Regions from separate parts of the Mus musculus genome. Here region 1 is linked to region 2. A link is a contact called in public promoter capture Hi-C data. All regions are on one chromosome and are shown on one strand. The core of a region is the stretch at or near the end of the contact, and the rest is flanking DNA. Distances in the headings are between cores, read along the strand shown.

Region 1 (4,961 bases), core at 144-2,643, 660 kb after region 2:
GCCCTTGACAAATACTTTTGGGGCAAAGTCTACCCAAGTTTAATGAGAGATCAGGGAAATGGTAAAGGTGAAAAGCAGTTAAAGTTGAAAAGTAATTCTGAATAACATCCCACTTCAGAGCACAGTGTGCGCTCTGAGATTGAAGGCAAGACCGGACTAGGAGACTGGGGACGCTCTCAAAAAATCAGAGCAGGAAAGACTTTCTCTCTGAAACAGGTCGACCCCTAGAGTATTTACGTATTTTTTTTTTTCTGAAGTGAGAACACTGGGAAAGGCCCTACATTGAGGTTCAGGTAGTTAGTTCCTTGATTCACCCAAGGAGTAACGTTAAGTTTTAAAATAACTTGCTTTTTTGAGACAGGATCTTCTGCTGCGACCAAGCCAACCTGGAACTTCATAGGTAGTAGAGACTGACCTTGAACTCATGGCACACGCCTGACTCAGCCTCCCATGTCTATGAGCAATCACACCTGTACCCAGCCTTCTCAAGTCTGTATTTCTCAATAGTGGTATGAATTTAAACACCACCAAGAACAATTAAAGAGAGAGCAGAAGGAGTGAAGGGTATTTGTTTCCTGGTTTGCGCACAAGCCCTTTCGTTCTCTTTCCTGAGAGCATTAAATGTGTCAGATTTCTTCTGTATTCATGACTCTTCACACGTGCAGGCAAACATACCGACCTGTCTTCATCCTTCTTTATAACACAGGCTGTAAGTTAGGGCTGTTTAGTTACCTGAGAGTGGCTCCCTCGGTCTTAACCACGTCTCCGTTTTCTATATAAATAAATTGCTGTTCTCCATTTCCTATAATTTCTTCTCTCTGGGGATTCCGTCGAAGTTTTTTAATGCAGTAGGTGGTGTCTAGTCATAAAACATGTAAATATATTAAGTCATACTCTGAATGGTTTATCTGTTTAAGAGACCAGCCCTCACACAGGTGACACCCCCAATGGCTGCATAAAACCCTAGCATCCAGATGACAGGACAACAGAATTAAAGCACTGTACCTCTGCAATGGAACTAGTTCACATGTTCCCAGAGTGTTGTCTTCTCCATGCCCCTTTAGGTCACATAAAAGCTGCTGTGAATTTTTAGTCATTTCTATTCTGTGTACCCTGGGAGGTGACGGGAGACAGTGTGATGGAGCGCTGAGCACCTTTCTCTAGGTGCCTGCTTAGCAGTGAACGAGTCACGGCAGCAGTTAAAACTAAGTCCACCTGGCTGGTAGTGCTCAAAGGACTCCCAGAGACTCTAACCCTGACAGCTGACATACTTAAGCCTGACTCCTCACTGACAGAGAAACCCAATGCTTTACCACTTAGCAGTGTCAGTCGTTTAACCAGGACAGTAGCTACTGTGGATAAAAGCAGAAGTCAGACATAGCTGGGGAAGTGAAACTTTCACTCCAGGGGCTATTCCTGGAGCTGAAGAGACAGCTCAGCTGGGATGAGAGGACTGGGTGTGGGGCAGAAGCTGAGACGTGACTGGCTGGCTGACGGGATGAGCAGTGGGTAGGTACGGTGAGGGCTGGCAGGGAGCAGAGCAGCATTACATTAGGAGAGGCCTGGGAGTGAGCGCGTGTACGCTGTGGCTGTGATAAGGCAACATCTTGCCTAATGAAAATGCTGTCTGTCTGGGAAGAGACACTTGGATAGGTAAGATGACTTGGCTGACAGGGGAGTGGGTGTTAAACTTGGCCACTGTGGCCTCTAGACATTTTTTTTTCCAATTTTTTATTAGGTATTTACTTCATTTACATTTTAAATGCTATCCCGAAAGTCCCCTATACCCTCCCCACCCCTGCTCCCCTACCCACAACTCCCACTTCTTGGCGCTGGTGTTCCCCTATACTGGGGCATATAAAGTTTGCAAGACCAATGGGCCTCTCTTCCCAATGATGGCTGACTAGGCCATCTTCTGATACATATGCAGCTAGAGACACGAGCTCTGGGGGTACTGGTTAGTTCATACTGTTGTTCCACCTATAGGGTTGTAGACCCCTTCAGCTCCTTGGGTACTTTCTCTAGCTCCTCCACTGGGGGTCCTGTGTTCCATACAATACATGACTGTGAGCATCCACTTCTGTGTTTGCTAGGCCCTGGCATAGTCTCACAAGAGACAGTTATATCAGGGTCCTTTCAGCAAAATCTTGCTGGCGTATGCAATACTGTCTGCGTTTGGAAGCTGATTATGGGATGGACCCCCGGGTGGGGCAGTCTCTGGATGGTCCATCCTTTCGTCTCAGCTCCAAACTGTGTCTCTGTAACTCCTTCCATGGGTGTTTTGTTCCCACTTCTAAGAAGGGGTGAAGTGTCTACACTTCTAGACAGTTTTTAGCAAAATCGGTGACAGTATTAACAGGACCGTCGTCAATATGGCAGCTATATGTTGTGGGAGTAGGGGTGGCTGGGGGAAGGGATGACTGCCAACAGTTCGTCCAACTGGACTTTATAAAGGCTAGGGCAGTGGCACTGAGAACAGAGGGAGAAATAACATTTATCCTGGCCTTTTCCCTCCTCCGAGACAGGCTAGTCCTGACTGTCTTAGAACTCCCTCTGTAGACCAGGCTGGCCTTGAACTCTGAGATCCATCTGCCTTTGCCTTCCGAGTGCTGTGATTAAAGGCGTAGTTCATCCTGACTGTTTTTAATTTAGAGATTTTGTTTTTTCTTCTATGTTTCTGTGTGAATGTATGCCACATGTGTGTGGTGCCCACAGGAGCATCTGATGCCCAAGACAGCATCTGATCCTGGAACCAGAGTTACATGTGGTTATGAACTGCCTGACATAGGTGCCGTAAACCAAACTCCTGTTCTGTGCAAGGATAAGACACACTTTTAACCACTGAGTAAAATCTCCAGACCTAAACTGGTTGGTTTTGAAAAAAGTCTCTTATCAGTTGCTTCAAATTTACTCTGTATTGCCAAAGAAACTGTATAAATGGCAATTATATATTTTAGTATAACCTTTAAAATACATGTACTTTAAAACAATACAGGTAGCCAGCACTGAATATTACTTGAGCCACGCTGCCCTCGCAGCAACTAAATAGTAAGTACTACAAAGCAGCACGGCTATAGTGCAACGCAAAGGAGAAGAGCGCAGCTCCCGGGACTTAGGGGAGATGCGATGCAGAAGCAGAGCGCCGTGGAACTGGATTCCTGCCAAACCAAGTCTGCAAACAGCTTGTGTGGCTTCAGTCAGGCCCAGGACGGCAGACAGCAAGAGCTTTCTCAAGAAAAGCACTAAAATTTTAGTAGCTATACAGAGCTGTGTCAAATTTCTCTTCTAATTTCTTTGTATTATCTGAATGGTAATTATACAAATATTTGCTCTTTTGTACAGAACCTACAACTGTTTTTCTCTCGGGAAACCCCAAAGGTAATTTTATACTGTTCTTCCAGGGTGTTTGTGCTTTGCCTGCCATCTGTAGCGCAGGGTCCCTTCCCACCTGTGGCATCAGGCTGGGGGCTTTGTTTTAGGGGTGTTCGTGTGTGGAAGCTCCTGGCTAGGAGCTTCCTCTGCTTTTGTTCACTGCTGTTGTCTTTGTGCCACACCCAGTACCTGACACACTGAAGGCGCCGGAATGATTGTTCAGTGGCTTTCTCAATCTAGAACTGTGATGGCAGAATAAAGGATTTAAATTAAGAATAGGAAAGATGTCAGTACTAAGTAGGTCTCAGGGAGAGAAACTGTCGATATACTGAGACATAGCTTGGATTGTCATACGTCTTAGCAAGCTGCCTTAAAGTTACCTTAAGGCCTCAGGTAATCGGCTTGGGAAGAGACCCCAACAGTATCAGCCTTCCAGCACCCTTGGGAAGTGCCAGGCACAGTGCTTGCAAACATGAAATGCTCAACAGCTGTTAAAGGCTGAAGCTGTGGTGGTCACAGAGCATAAAGCTTAGCTTTATCATGGCAGAAGGAAGAAAGGATTTGAAAGAAAAGTTTCCCATGTCACCTCTGCTAAAATTGACAGTATTCATGTTGTATCAATTAAGAAATATCAATATAGTTGAAAGCTTAAATTATAAATGATTTCTCAAGCATGCTAAATGGTTTCCTGCTTACCATTATTGATGTTTTTACAAATGTCTACAATGCCTCCAGAATGATCAGAATGCCAGTGTGTCACCAGGATTTCCTGGATTGCTGTGTCAAACTCAACCAAGGCTTGCTTTAAACAGCTGATATATTCTGGAACTGATGGCTCACCAGTGTCAATGAGGATTCTCCTACAAACGACAGGGAAGACAATCACAGTTAGAACCTGGAGTTCACGTGAGCACACCTGAGGATTCTCCTACAAACGACAGGGAAGACAATCACAGTTAGAACCTGGAGTTCACGTGAGCACACCTGAGGATTCTCCTACAAACGACAGGGAAGACAATCACAGTTAGAACCTGGAGTTCACGTGAGCACACCTTACAAAGAGAACTTGCATTAAAGTAAAGGAAAAGCAAACTTTGTCTTTGAACATATTACTCCAGTTTAAAGCATTATTTTACTGTAAGGAAGTTCTTGGAAAGAAATTACAGTTAACTGTAAATGTGAACTATGGCTGGCGGGAGATCTCAAGCACCTGAGTCGCATTAACGTTGTTAAACACAGCACCATTTGAGACTATCTCCAAGGCGGGCCTTTCGTCCTTATGCTCAGAGGTTAAATAACTTGCCTAGGGTCACTCTGCAGTTAATGGTAGGATCAGCATCTACTCTGATACACTGATGCCAGAGTGTGTGCTCTTATATGCTCTGCCTTCCAGATGGGTTATAAAGTCAAGGATCAGAATTTAACACATCCACAAAACACTCGTAAACTTAAGGCTCAGGGAACACTGTGGAAGACACAGCAGAAAGACTGTAAGAGCCAGAGGACATGGGAGTTTCCTGTGAGAATTGATCTCCTAGTAACATCAGAAGCTACACCCCCACAAAGTCTCACCCACATAACCACCCAAG
Region 2 (4,896 bases), core at 1,708-4,207:
TTAAAAACCATAGCAATGCTCTTACCTCACCCTTCCTAGTGCTGGAATTACAGGTATTGGCCACCATACACAGTTGATAAAATAAGGAATTATTAAGTCTAGTGAGTGGGTATATTGATACTTATTTTACCATTTGTGCGTATATTTACTAACAAAGTTAAGTTAGTAACTCCAAGGGCAGTGGGTAAACTAAAGACAAAGTACAGCCCTTCTAAGCTGACCATCTTCTTCACTCTCTTGGAAAATCTCATTCAGACATCAAGGAATCTACCAACACATAGCTAAGAAGTTACTAAACAGCCACATAGGTGAGCTCCTTGGTGAATTCTAAGCCAGGAACGAAAGAGAGAGAAAGAGAGAGACAGAGAGAGAGAGAGAGAGAGAGAGAGAGAGAGAGAGAGAGAGAGAGAAGACAACATCCAAGGTTGTCCTGTGGTGTACACACAGATGTATACACACACACACACACACACACACAGAGTGCCTTTAGGTGTTTTAAGTGTTAGGTGGACTCCAGCAAAACAGAACAGAGAGCAATTAACTGGTCTAACAACACTGATCCTTTCCAGGGGTTCAAAACCATCTTTTAGTGCACTTTAGAAGGAGCAATTACTAACTACAGAGAGATGCTGACAACCACCAAAGTTACATCTAGAAACTCGGTTAGCCCTGTGCATACCTGGCTGACCTCCCATGGATACCCGGAACTTATCCCAAACACCTCTGTCTGCTGTGCTCTTAAATGAAAGGCAAGGAATGAAACCCAAGAGCCTGTGTTCTTCAGAAGACAGTAATGAACTCTCACAAACTCCAGTAACTGAGGTCTTCTAAGCCCAATGAAAACAGCCTTGGATAAATCCATGGCCCATGCTGTTGCTTCCTCGTGGGCAGACATAACTTATTCATCTACTGTTTTTCAGGCTTTGTTGGTGCTGGGTGATCAGACATGTTCAGAATAGAGTTTGGAAGTGAAGTGACATAGCATATGTGGTCTGGCTACCCCATCATCTGCTTTTAGGGATGAGAAACAGATGTAACAATGCAAAGCAATGACTCAAAACTGCTGGTGAGCTCTCCTCCTTTCTGGTCATTTCTTGGAAAGAAAGCTTAGAAGATAAACTTGACAAATAGAGGTTCCCCAAAAGTGAACAACAAGAGGAACGGGCCCTGTGCTGTCCTATTTTTCAGCCTTTGTATTGGTGAGAAAAGACAACTGTGAAATTATTTCAAAGAGCTCTTTATCCCAAACTGAAAACATACTACACCAAAAGCAGGACTCAAAAGGAATGAACCATAATGCTTAATATACTTGAAAACACAAAAGGTTGTGTTCCTTTGTGACTGGGGAAGAAAAAGAATGTCACTGTGAGCCAACTACATGCCTGAGAATTCCAAGTCTTACCTAGGTACAAGGATGCATTGTCTTTCTTGACGTTGTCATCTAAATAGGTTGGTCCCAGGGTGTAAATCGGTGTAGAGCCCATTCCAATGAGAACCTGTGCACAAACGAATAAAGCCACGTAGATCCAGTGACTATTTCCTCCCGAGTCCTTGGGACAGGGAGGAGGCTCCAAGATGGCTGTGGAGTTGCCATTCTGACAAAGGCCATCGTTGGAGGCCGAAGCGTTCAACTCTTGGATTTGATAGGGGGGTGAGATAAAGTGAGGTAAAGCGAAGAGCGCAGCCCCGATGGCAATAAGAAGTCCACCCACTGCCAGCCATAGGGGCCTTCGCCCACGGCCACCAAAGTAGCTGACGAACACCACCACCACCAGGTTTCCTATATCAAAGCAGCTGACCAGCAGCCCTGACTCAGAACTCTTCAAGCTATAGCGCCTTTCGATGGTGGTGATGACACTGCTCAGGTACCCAGAGACCATTAACGCCTGGATGAAAGTCAGAAAACACATGCACACTAAGAAGCAGCGAGAATCCGTAAGGACCACGTAGAGACACCTTCTCTCCTGGAGTGTGGCCAAAGTGGAAGATACTGACACAGTTTTGCTGGGGTCCATCCTGTGGTTACAGTCCATGAGTTCCGTTGTAGTGCCTGCCGAAGTGGATGGAGCAGAAGGGCTGGGGACTATCAAGTTCCGTCCTAGATGCGTCTCCTGGCGACCTGGAGCTTCATTGCAACCCAAGGCCAGTTTGCCATCTGCATTCCCAGCACTGAAATTCTGCCGGCAGGAGGCGCTGTGCAGGACCGGTAAACTCTTAGACCTGAAGGACTCTGACTCGCACTTCTCTTGGACAGCTCCAACCGAAGACGGTGCCTCTAGCTGCTGTTGGGCCCGAGACTGCGCATCCCCTTCGTCCATGGCTCTTAAAATGTGATCGCTGATTCCATATAAGGCCTCCGGCACTTTTCATCCACCTGAACGAGGGGCTGATGCCCGGCCCACTCAGTCGTCTCCTCCTGAGACCCGGGCTGGGGATGGCAGAGCCTGGAAGCAAAACATCTCAGCAGCAGGGAGGTGCCCAGAGCATCCTGACCCGAGGCACAACAAGAAGCCACCTTGTACCGGGGGAGGTAAAGGTCCACGCGGTCCTTCGAGGAGTCCTGCTTGGTGTCCACTCTCAGGGATAGCTCGCGGTAGGCGCTTTGCGCGTCCGGTGCTCATCCCCTCCGCCGCCGCCTCTCAGACGGTGGCCAGAAGCTAGAGCGACCTGGGCCCAGTGTGGGGTCTCTTAGCGCAACTGTCCGAACAACATCCCACTTTGTGGCTCCAGGGGTGTTCGGTGCCCACCGCAAGGCTTGTGACACACAGGGTCGTGAAGCTGCCGACCTGTAAAGCAGAGAATTGATGGTCAGAGGGACGGATGCACTTGGGGCTGGCAACCCGGGGTCCGGTGACTAGTGCTAAGTAACCTCGTGGACCCCAGAGGGACCGAGGTGCTAGCCAGGAGCTGAACCGTGCAGGAGGGACCTGCAGAGACTGCAGCCTCAAGTCCCGGAACAATGAGCAGCAGGCGGTCCGCCAAGACTCTCGCTCATTGTCTGCGGCGGGCCTGCCCCCGCCCCGCCCCTTTTGCCTTAAACAGTGCGTTTGCTTTTATATGTTAATAATTATCAGCCTGGCAGCTCTGACTCAGAAGGCAGTGTCTTTTATTCGAGTGAACTAATAGCAACCTTCTGGTACTCCTACTCCATGACTCAAAATAGAAGATTCCCAGAAGAACAAAGGAAAGTTTTTTTTTTCCTTTTACAAGCACACAATACATTCCTGGTCTCAAATTTTAAAATACATTTTTAAGCGGTAGAAAGAAAACTACGTGTAGAAATATGTGTGCACACTTGTACACTGGCACGTGTGCGCGACGAGATGTGAATGCGTCCGCTCCATCAAACACCTACTTAAAGTCAAAGACAGCGCGTGGGGGGAGGGGATCAACATGCTTGCGTGGTTATTCTCTACACTAAAAATAGCCCCTTGCCGGAAAGAACTATATTCAATTACAAGTAACGAGGGCATTCGAGGCTGTGGCCCACGTTAAGTCCCAGAGCGCAAGGTTGAGCGAAACCGAAAATCAATTTGCTTTGCAAATGGTTGAGTGAAGCCACACCAAACAAAGAGACGCTGGCAAGCTGGCACAGCGTGCGCGGGGAGCCCACCGAAACGGCTCAACACAGGCACGCCGGCCCGGAGGTGTGCTATTTGCCAAGCACACCCTGAGAGCGTGAGGTGTGCGAAGGCCTGAAGTATAACACACACACACACACACACACACACACACACACACACACACACACGAGTTCACTTTGTGCGAGCCAGCGCTTGGTTTGAATTCAGCGAGCGCTAATACAGGTGCGCCTCCGCTGTAAACCCCATCCCTAATCTTGGGGAACCCTATACTCCTCCTGCCCCGGCGGCGAAGTGCACCAGATGGGAGGCATTGGGGTTCTGCTGCGTTGGGTTTCGTTCTGAGCTTTTGTGATGCTGCTGCGAAAAGAAAAAAGATGAGAGAGGCGGCTACAACATCTCCCAGTATTGTTCAGGACCGGACTGCCAGTGGCTTGCAAGCCGGCACTTGGGCTCCGCCCGCTCACCCCTGCGCCTTCCCGGGGAACTCCACCCGTGGCTGCACGCCGAGCTGGGGAATCCCGGCGTCGGAGCCCCTGGCTGAGGGAGCAGCCGCATCGCGACGCAGACTCGCATGGGATGGACACGCGGATCCCCGCCCCGAGCTCTCGGAACCAACGCGGAATCCTAGGGACATCCCCTCCGCGCGCGCGCACGCACACACACACACACACACACACACACACACACACACACACAGCCGGTGGGAGGACAGAACCGCCAGGCACAGCTCGCCGCTCTGCTAGGCGCACAAGCTTTCGCAACTCACTAGCGAGGGTGACGACCAATCTGCCGGGCTGGGAGAGGATCAGCCGCTGTAGGACGGCAGCGGTGGGGGAAGATGGGCCAGCCGCCTGCGGAGACCGTCTCGGTCCCGCCGCCGAGAAATCAGGGAGTGAGACTGCGAGTCGAGCTGGCTAACTCTTCCCCCAACCTCTGGCCTGTCACCCAAGCCTCTTCTCCCCAGGCAGACACACACGCACAGAGACGCGCCAGGACCGGAGCAGCAGAGGGCGCAGGCGCGCGGGCAGCCACCCAGCCCAGCCCTCAGGCAACCAGCCACCCCGCTGCCCTTCATCTGTACAGTGGGAAGACGAACCGCACTGAAGCCCCAAGGGTGCGGGTGTCTTTAAGTCACCAAGGTGGACAGAAAGACCATCTCATGTGAAATACTTCTATTGGCTTCTACCATGTTCACCACACACCATGTCTTTTCTACCATAGCAGATTCTGGGGACCAAAGTGGAACAAGATCCCTAATGTTAGGGAAACTTGTCTTGCCCTCTCCCATCCCCCGCCAAAATATCCACGTAAA

What was found. Promoter capture Hi-C pulls out the DNA fragments that hold promoters and counts their contacts.
Region 1: a promoter capture Hi-C map of pre-B cells shows a contact between it and region 2, with 2.0 times the contacts expected there. The contact joins the enhancer-like site here to the promoter of Slco5a1 in region 2. A contact is called at or near these places in 5 of 39 promoter capture datasets (the 3T3-L1 cell line, cranial neural crest, hippocampal neurons and 2 more), 3 of 484 Hi-C or Micro-C datasets (B cells, LSK cells and muscle stem cells), 3 of 115 datasets of contacts at active chromatin or transcription factors (embryonic stem cells, fibro-adipogenic progenitors and stem cell-derived neural progenitor cells) and 1 of 9 other capture datasets (liver).

Annotation. Positions count from the first base shown.
Region 1 is chr1:13,646,653-13,651,613 of GRCm38.p6, forward strand. It overlaps Lactb2 (lactamase, beta 2), which reads right to left. Exons shown (of 7, transcript NM_145381.2): 2 at 4,069-4,232; 3 at 733-859. Among named protein-coding and RNA genes, the nearest start is that of Lactb2, 11 kb to the right of the region's middle. Within about 2 kb of position 1,394, at least 56 of the 459 cell types and tissues checked have an H3K27ac peak or open chromatin away from gene starts, as enhancers often do. A contact at or near this core is called in pre-B cells, where this site is marked.
Region 2 is chr1:12,988,178-12,993,073 of GRCm38.p6, forward strand. It overlaps Slco5a1 (solute carrier organic anion transporter family, member 5A1), which reads right to left and starts at 2,958. Exons shown (of 9, transcript NM_172841.2): 1 at 1,403-2,958. The coding sequence starts at 2,318.